2 separate regions of the Mus musculus genome follow, and region 2 is linked to region 1. Evidence: chromatin contacts called from public HiChIP or PLAC-seq data. All regions are on one chromosome and are shown on one strand. The core of a region is the stretch at or near the end of the contact, and the rest is flanking DNA. Distances in the headings are between cores, read along the strand shown. Region 1 overlaps Gm30215 (a long non-coding RNA gene). Region 2 overlaps Pde3a (phosphodiesterase 3A, cGMP inhibited).

Region 1 (3,924 bases), core at 494-2,993:
AATGGTAGCCTTTTCTCTCCCTTGCCTGAATTGACAGATCAGACACATCAAACTGGCGAGATCCAAACTTACCCCTTCCTCAAATCAGCTAGGACATAGATGCCTAAGATTGTATTGTATCAGTGACCATGGTGCTTAGTATAAAGTTGGCAATGCCCTTACAGTCAAAGCCTTGCCTTATTTCTGCCTCTGCTGCTCTCCACTGTTGATAGAGGACCTTTCGCTGTGTCTTACAGTTCTACTACCTTGAGTATTAAAATAGGTGTGACATCATCTCCATTCCAAGGATTCATAAAATGACACAGATAGCCGTGACCGGAGTCCGTCATAATCAACACACATCTACAACTCAAGGCGAACATTTTCCTTTATGTGCAGGTATGTGTGTGACTGTGTGAGTTCATGTGTACCATGTCTTTAGGCATCCATGGAGGCTAGAAGAGAGTTAGCCATCCCCTAGAACTGTAGTCCTCTAGAACAAGAAGCACTCTCAAGTACTGAGCCCCGTCTTCAGCCCATAGCATTTTATGAAGTCTGTGATTCAGACACCTCACAGTGTGTGATACGGTTCCACACCCCGCGGCAAGTGTTGTGATTCTCCCAACAGCTCTGTGGACTGGGTTAGTTTGTATTCCTGTTTCACAAAGGAGGAAGGTGATCTTTGAAGAGAGCAACCCAATAAGCTCACAACCCAGCAGAGCCACATCTGCCTCTCACTCTGGCCCCCCTTCTCAGTCATTAAAAAAAAAAAAAAAGAACATTTTCCTTATAATTTTTTGTTATTTTAATTGCTTATAAACTAGGATGGCTGTTTTGCCCTTCAGGCAGAATCTCATGAATCGGAGGCTAACCATGAGCCAATGTACGTAAGTATGTACGTGGGTGTCACTGTGTGGCCAGAGTTGACTGTGAACTCCTGATCCTCCTGGTCCTACCTCCCAAGTGCTGGGATCACCGATGGGCACCATCACACTCAAGTCCTGTTTCACAGGTGGGCATCATCACAGCCAAGTGCTGGCATCAGAGACAGGCACCATCACACCCACTTTCCAGGTGATATTTTTACTACTTCACAGCCTAGTCAGTCGATAGATTTTATCCACGTGTGGGTTCGCATACATGAGGTACGAAGATTCATCTAAGAGTACTTCACAAAGGTTACTCAGTGGTTTCCACTAAGTGATTATCTACTCCCAAGTACGTACAGTAAGCTGCTATGTCCAAGAATGTATGAGAATGGTCAAGGCAGTATTGTTGGTACTAACAGAGAGGTAGGTGTAGACTTTTTATGCAATATTCCAATGCATACAACAATAAGGACGAAGAAAGAACAGCTTCATGCAACAGGAATAAATCTCACAAATCTAACGGTCAGTCAGTGATACTGGGACACTGGGTCACCAGATCTGTGCAACGACAACCATCAGGATAATGCTCAGGAATCAGGGGGGGCTCTTCGATGTGGGCAGAAACAAGCAAAATTGTTTTTTGTTTTAAGGTTAAGCTAGGGTTTACGCTGCAGGCTGCAGTGACGACAGAAGGGCTGAGCTTCTACGTCGGGTCTGCCCCGTGTTCCAATACAGGCAGCTGCAGTTTGTGGAGCCTGGCTGAGCTAGAGACTGCAGTCTGCTCGTGTCCGCACTTTGTTTTCCTCTGATTTTCTTCACCTACTACAGCTGGAACCTGCTGGCTTGCACAACTAAGCCGTTAGCGCTTCAGGAGCCAAGCCCGCCACCGCCTCAGCCGGAGGCTCGGCACCCCCAGTGAGCGCTGCCTGTGATATCTGGGTTCGCTTGTTTACTATCCTCCTAAGCCTGTCCTGCTCTTCCCGTGCTGGTGAGAACAGATTCTAGTGGATTTCAGAAACTCATTATTCATCTCTAAATTGCAATGGGAACCATAACACAATCGCAGGAAAGCAGTTCACCATCCAAGCCTAAAACAAGGATGGACCGCACACAAATCCTTCTTTCAAACATTCACTGTGGAGTCCCTTTGATCCCAACGTCTCCCGTTTAAACTCACACTGAACTTCACTGTATAATTTTAGAGCTTTGCTAAGGATGAATTCTTACTACAAACTGGAGGATTTTATATTAACCCTCTTGCTCCTGACAGTTCGTTTTCGAGGTCAAAAACAATATTAATTCAATTTCATGTTTTATTAAATGATACAATGACATTCCAAATCCTCTCTAGTCTCAACTGTAACTCTTTCCCAGCTTTGATTAGTCTATCCCATCAGAACCATAGCAACTAGGACCGCCCCCAGAACCATAGCAACTAGGACCGCCCCCACACCTGGAGAGATATAAGTCAGCTGATAACTTTTCCAAAGGAAATAATTCCTGGTGCAAAATTAGCAATGAACACTTCCTATTGAGAGAATTTTTTGGGGGGGGGGGGGGGGTCTTGTTCGATGGTGGGGAAGGAGTGTGCCTGTGTGTGTCTGTGTGTGTCTGTGTGTGCCTGTGTGTGTGTGTGTGTGTGTGTGTGTACACGTATGTGCACATGTATGAGAACACATGTGGAAGCCAGGAGGCAATGTTGTCTTCTTCAATCAAGATCCACCTTATTTTTTAAGACAGAACCTTTCACTGAACCTAGAGGTCACCAATGTGGCTAGATTGGCTGGCCAAAAGCCCCAGGGAGCTTCCTGCCTCTGCCTCTCTCTCCAATGTGGGGGGTTATAGGCTCATATCACCACCGTGGGTTTTAAACATGGATGCTGGGAATCCAGTCTTAGCTCTTCATAATTTCACAGCTAACACTTCATCTACTGAGTCATCTCCCCAGCCCACTGTTTTTAAACTTTATAGTCAACTACATTATAGAGCATTATCACGTAATTATAATTTCTAACAAAGAATCTGGACTTGAAGTTAGAGAGCATACTTGTACGGCAAACATAAAGACCTAAGTTCAAATCCCCAGCACCCACGTAAAAAACATTGGCAATAGACACACACACACCTGTAATCCCAGCAATGGGTATAGTAGGCAGGCAGATCTCAGAAATTCACTAGCCAGCTAGCCTAGCCAGAATGGTGAACTTATGGTCACATGAGAGACTCCTCTCCATACAATAAGCAGAGAGAGAGCTATAGTCGAAAACACACTGGGTGTCTTCCTCTGGCCTTCACACAACAGCATATAGGGAGCCCACAAGGAAGTGCATATTTGCACACTTACAAGCATGCACAACACACACCATTTGGTGTAAACAAATCAGAATTCACATCTGTAATTCTTGAGGCAGAAGGGTCAAGAACTCAGTCAACCTTGACTGCGTACTGACTTTGAGTCTAGTCTAAAAATCTGGCCTAAATAGTTTCTAAATTGTGTGCTATCAGGGTAAAACCTACATGAAGACAAACACATTCAGATGTGGTGCACACCCTTAATCCCAGTGTGAGGGAGGCAGAGGCAGGAGGATCTCAGGGAGCTGAAGGCCATCCTGCTCTGCACAGCAAGTTCCAGGTCAGCCTACATAATGAGACCATGTCTTAAAAAAAAAAAAAAAAAAAAAAAAAAAGCTTAAAGAAAAATAAAAGCAAATACAGGTAAATAAATCTACTTTATCCTTTAATAAAGAGAAAAAAAAACTCTACGACTTGACAGAATAGTCAAATTCTCTTGTAATAGTTCAAAATCCTTAACCAGTGAAAATGTGCACACTTGTAAATCATCCAGTCTAATAAAAGTATGATAGAGTCGCTGGTAAATGATTTTAATATTTAGGTTTCCAAAGCTGCTTTAATGACTGACAATTGTGTGGGAGGGGAACTTTGTAAGCCTGGCTGTTCCTTTGGAAATGACTGTGACCCACAGGGCCAGGCTTCTTCCTCTGAGTGACAGTGATCTCTATGGCAACCCCCCATCTGCTTCCCACTACTTCCACAGGCTTTTCAAATTAAGCTTACA
Region 2 (3,924 bases), core at 574-3,073, 590 kb before region 1:
AGGGCCATGACTGTATACTCCAAGGACTGAGTATGCAGAGATCATCTGGAATCAGCAACCACAACACAGCAAGGGACTGTGGGATAACAGGGGAACCATAATCCTCACATGCGCTGCTGCAAGCTACCTTAGCCTAGAACTAGTAATGCATATGAGGCAGGTGCTCTACATTTGGGCTAAATCCCCAGCCCACATTCAATAACTTTAAAAGACATTTCAATATGAAATATGCAGAATGGCTGATTACCAATGTCTTGGTATAGAACTACTTGCATGGAAATATATTTCTTAAATTATGCATCAAGTACCAGTTTGCAAGCACATCAAAATTTAATGAGAAATTAGAATGGGATGGAGAGTCTCAGAGATTGGAAGAACCATCGAGGCAGCATTAACCTAGGAAACATGGGGGAACAAGGTGGCAGAGCCACCATAAAAATGAAAAGTAGTTGGGGTGAAACTCCAGACACTGGAGAGGCTTCAGTCACCATGGCAAAGAGCTCTGGTGTGTGCCAAAGATCCTGCAAACATTATTCAAAATGATTTCTGCCACTAGGTACCTTCCCCCACTCAGCACCTGGTAAGTCACGTTTACCCATCAGATCCAGCTCAAATCCTATCTACTTTGGGAAGAACCCACCTACCCCTCTGCACTCTCCTTAAGCCTCAGAAAGTCTTTTGATTTTTCAAGCTAGAAGATGAAACTCAGGGACTTAACATGCACTAGAAAAACTGTACCAGAGAACTATATTCACAGCCTTCACTCTTTTGATTCAAAACCATACCGCAGAGTCTAACTACTCCACGGTACTTATATATTCCTTGCAAATTTTCTCTTGTTATATTCTATTTTCTTTTAATTATTGTTACTTACTTATATTTTTTATATTTTCATAATGGATCTTAGTAGCAAAGAATACACCATTATTGCTGAATTTTTCAAGAAATTGTTTTTAAGCTTTGAAACAAGGTCTCTTGTATCCCAAGCTGGCCTTGAACTCCTGATCCTCCTACCTCTGGGATTGCCATACCCAGGCTTGAGTCAGATTCATTTCTAACAAGTAATTCAATTGTTGTTTATTCACATATTTTTATTCATAGGACATCATAAATAACTGGTCATGTCTCATTCCTTTGGACTATAAATAATTAAGTGTGAGGTGACCTGAATCACTCTTCTGTCATGAGGTTGCACGTTGATGACAGGTACCAAGGGAATTTTTACTGCATCTGACAGAAAACCCCCAGTTCTATATCCCAGAAGCAGAAAGGGAAGAAGTTAATCTCCCAGAGATTGGAGTAGATATGTGGCATCTTATGGTCATAAAGATGTCACAAGAAAGATAAGGATCCTCACATCAACTGGCCATTGAAAGTCTCTCTCGACAGGCAAACCTGGCCTTCCTCGAGACCCTTTATCTCAGCTGACTTTTGCAAATACCATTTGAAAAAGGTTGTAGACATGATATGGCTTGTTGAAAGAAAATTTTACTTATAAAGAAAGAGAAGGGCTGGGGAGGAGGCCGTTTGGTCACAGGTCATAAAATGCTTGCCTCACAAGCATCAGAAGGTGAATTCAGATCTCCGCTAGCAGCACTGAAGTCAGTGTCCAGGAGGCAGAGACAGACAGGTCTCTGAATTAGCCAGCTGGTCTAGCCAAATTGGGGGGTTCCATGTTAAATGAGACAGCCTATCTCCAACAATAAGGTGAACAGCAAGGGAAGAAGACCCTGCTGTTTATCACAGACATGTACACATATGAGCACAGGTACGTGTACCATGAGAGGGGAGAAGGAAGGGAAAGAGGAGGGAGCAAAGAAGGATGAGAAGCGGGATGAAGGGGAAGAGGGAAGAACAGAGAGGACACTCTGTAAACATGGGCCAAGCCTAGACCTTTCCCTTAAGTGATCCAACAAAATTATAAAAGGCTTAAAGAGGAGATGCTGCTAGCCAGCCTGATACCAGTTTGCCTGAGTTAGGCTTTGTCTGTAAATCTGTACTCTATGAAGTCTTTCTGGATCTAGCCCCACACAAGCTGTGGGATCATAGAATTACCCACCAATCCCTTTACCCTCCTAAGTTACATTGTAATTGAAGTCTTTTGGAGACCAATATCTAAAACTGAAATCCTAACAGTTCCATGTCCCACAACGAGCACATCCAAGAAGCTTTTCATACTGCTACAATGTGCACCGGGCCATCCTCATTCCAAACGCTTAATTAGATTCCTTAGAAAATTATATCCTACAGTGATTCTTGTGAATTTTCTAATTTTAATATGGTGCATGGATAAAAATCAATCAAAGAACGCTAGTAAGAAAATTAAATATTGATTTAAACCAGTAAAACAGGCAAAGAAATTATCATTCACACAGAGTTCATTTAGCAAAATAAAAATATTCAGCCATCACCAGAGTAAAAAATCTCTTGGGTAGGGCTAACTCTCCCGGTCTACATTTTCCAGACTGATCTGTGCAATATCCCGCTGGTCTGATGTGGAAAATGTGCCTGTGGGTGGGTCTGGAGAGGGCAGCTCATTTTCTTTTTTAAAGTCCTAATTAGAAACAGAGAGTTAAACAATACAGTAAACTTCCTGACCTCTACAGACATTTTGAATTTGTGCATCACAGAACTGTAAGGTACAGGCCACAGTGATGATCTCAAAAGGAAAACCTTTACAGCCACCCTTTCGCCCACAGCATGAGAAAAAAAAAAACTATTAATCAAAATATTTTGTCCCCAGAGATTAGCACTTACCAGTGTTCAGTGATCCAAGTCTGTTCAAGCAGACTTAGCCATATGTCAAATGGACCTTTTATTTGATTCTCTCCAAATGTCGCTGTAGAGACTTAAAAACTATTACTCTAACGTGCCACATGGCAGTTTATGTCTGAACACACACCATCTTTATTCCAACTAGACTCCTAGTTGTTTTTTGAGATGAATGACTATTCAAATATCTTTTCCCCTTATCACTAGATTGCTCAGTGTAATGTTAATATCTGAAAATAATTCTATGTAATTATATGACCTAGGAATGCAGAGAAACATATCTGGCTTACAATGGAGATTAACACCTATGACAACTCTGCATTAGAACTATATATAGAAACTTCTGGAAGGATGTGACTACCAGATTGTAGCTCCATAATAAAGGCAGAGGAGGTAGCTGTGCCCACTATAAACCTAACATTTAGGAGGCTGGACACCTACCATAGTCAGCAGCCTCCTTAAAAATGACTTAAAAAAATGAATTAGGAGTCAACTCTGGAGAAAAGGGTACCTAATTATTTCGAGCAACAGTGTCTAAATAGTCCAGAACAAGAAGATGTCTCCACTAGGTAGGATGACAGCTACCAAAAATCCAAGAGCATTTTTAGTATTACCCTCACATGAGGCCTCACAGGAGTCTGCATTGGAAGACAATTAATTAGGTTTCACTGATAATCTTACTGAAAAAAAAAAACTGATATTTTTCTTCTATTAAAAGAAAAAGCAGAGGGGCAAGGTAGGTTGCTCCATCTGTAAAGCGTTTGCTGTGTGCAAACAGGAGGGCCAGATTCAGGTCCCCGGCATCCATTTGAAAAGCCTGTGTCGTGGTGCATGTCTGTAATCACACTCTCTAGGAGGCAGGGGCAGCAGGATCCTGAGAGCCAATCCGGCTGAAGCCATGAGCTCTAGGTTTAGTGAGAGACTCAGTCTCAAATAAATAGAGAACAATTAAGGAAGACACCAGATGTCAAACTCTGGCCTTCTGTATGCTCACACACACACACACACACACACACACACACACACACACACACACACACACAGAGACACAAACACACAAACACACAGGGATAGAGAGAGACAGAGAGACAGACAGAGAGACAGAGAGTGAAAGCACAGGCTCAAAAGCATCAGGGTACAACATAAACCATG

Evidence for each region. HiChIP or PLAC-seq counts read pairs in DNA pulled down with a chosen protein or histone mark.
Region 2: an H3K4me3 HiChIP or PLAC-seq map of neural tube shows a contact between it and region 1, with 9 times the contacts expected there. The contact joins two enhancer-like sites. A contact is called at or near these places in 10 of 39 promoter capture datasets (the HPC-7 cell line, cranial neural crest, epiblast stem cells and 5 more), 3 of 484 Hi-C or Micro-C datasets (embryonic fibroblasts and embryonic stem cells), 2 of 115 datasets of contacts at active chromatin or transcription factors (embryonic stem cells and neural tube) and 1 of 9 other capture datasets (embryonic stem cells).

Annotation. Positions count from the first base shown.
Region 1 is chr6:140,731,535-140,735,458 of GRCm38.p6, reverse strand. The region is part of intron 4 of Gm30215 (a long non-coding RNA gene); the gene reads right to left. Among named protein-coding and RNA genes, the nearest start is that of Gm30215, 53 kb to the right of the region's middle. Within about 2 kb of position 1,743, at least 44 of the 459 cell types and tissues checked have an H3K27ac peak or open chromatin away from gene starts, as enhancers often do.
Region 2 is chr6:141,317,535-141,321,458 of GRCm38.p6, reverse strand. The region is part of intron 1 of Pde3a (phosphodiesterase 3A, cGMP inhibited); the gene reads right to left. Among named protein-coding and RNA genes, the nearest start is that of Gm10400, 21 kb to the left of the region's middle. Within about 2 kb of position 1,823, at least 3 of the 459 cell types and tissues checked have an H3K27ac peak or open chromatin away from gene starts, as enhancers often do.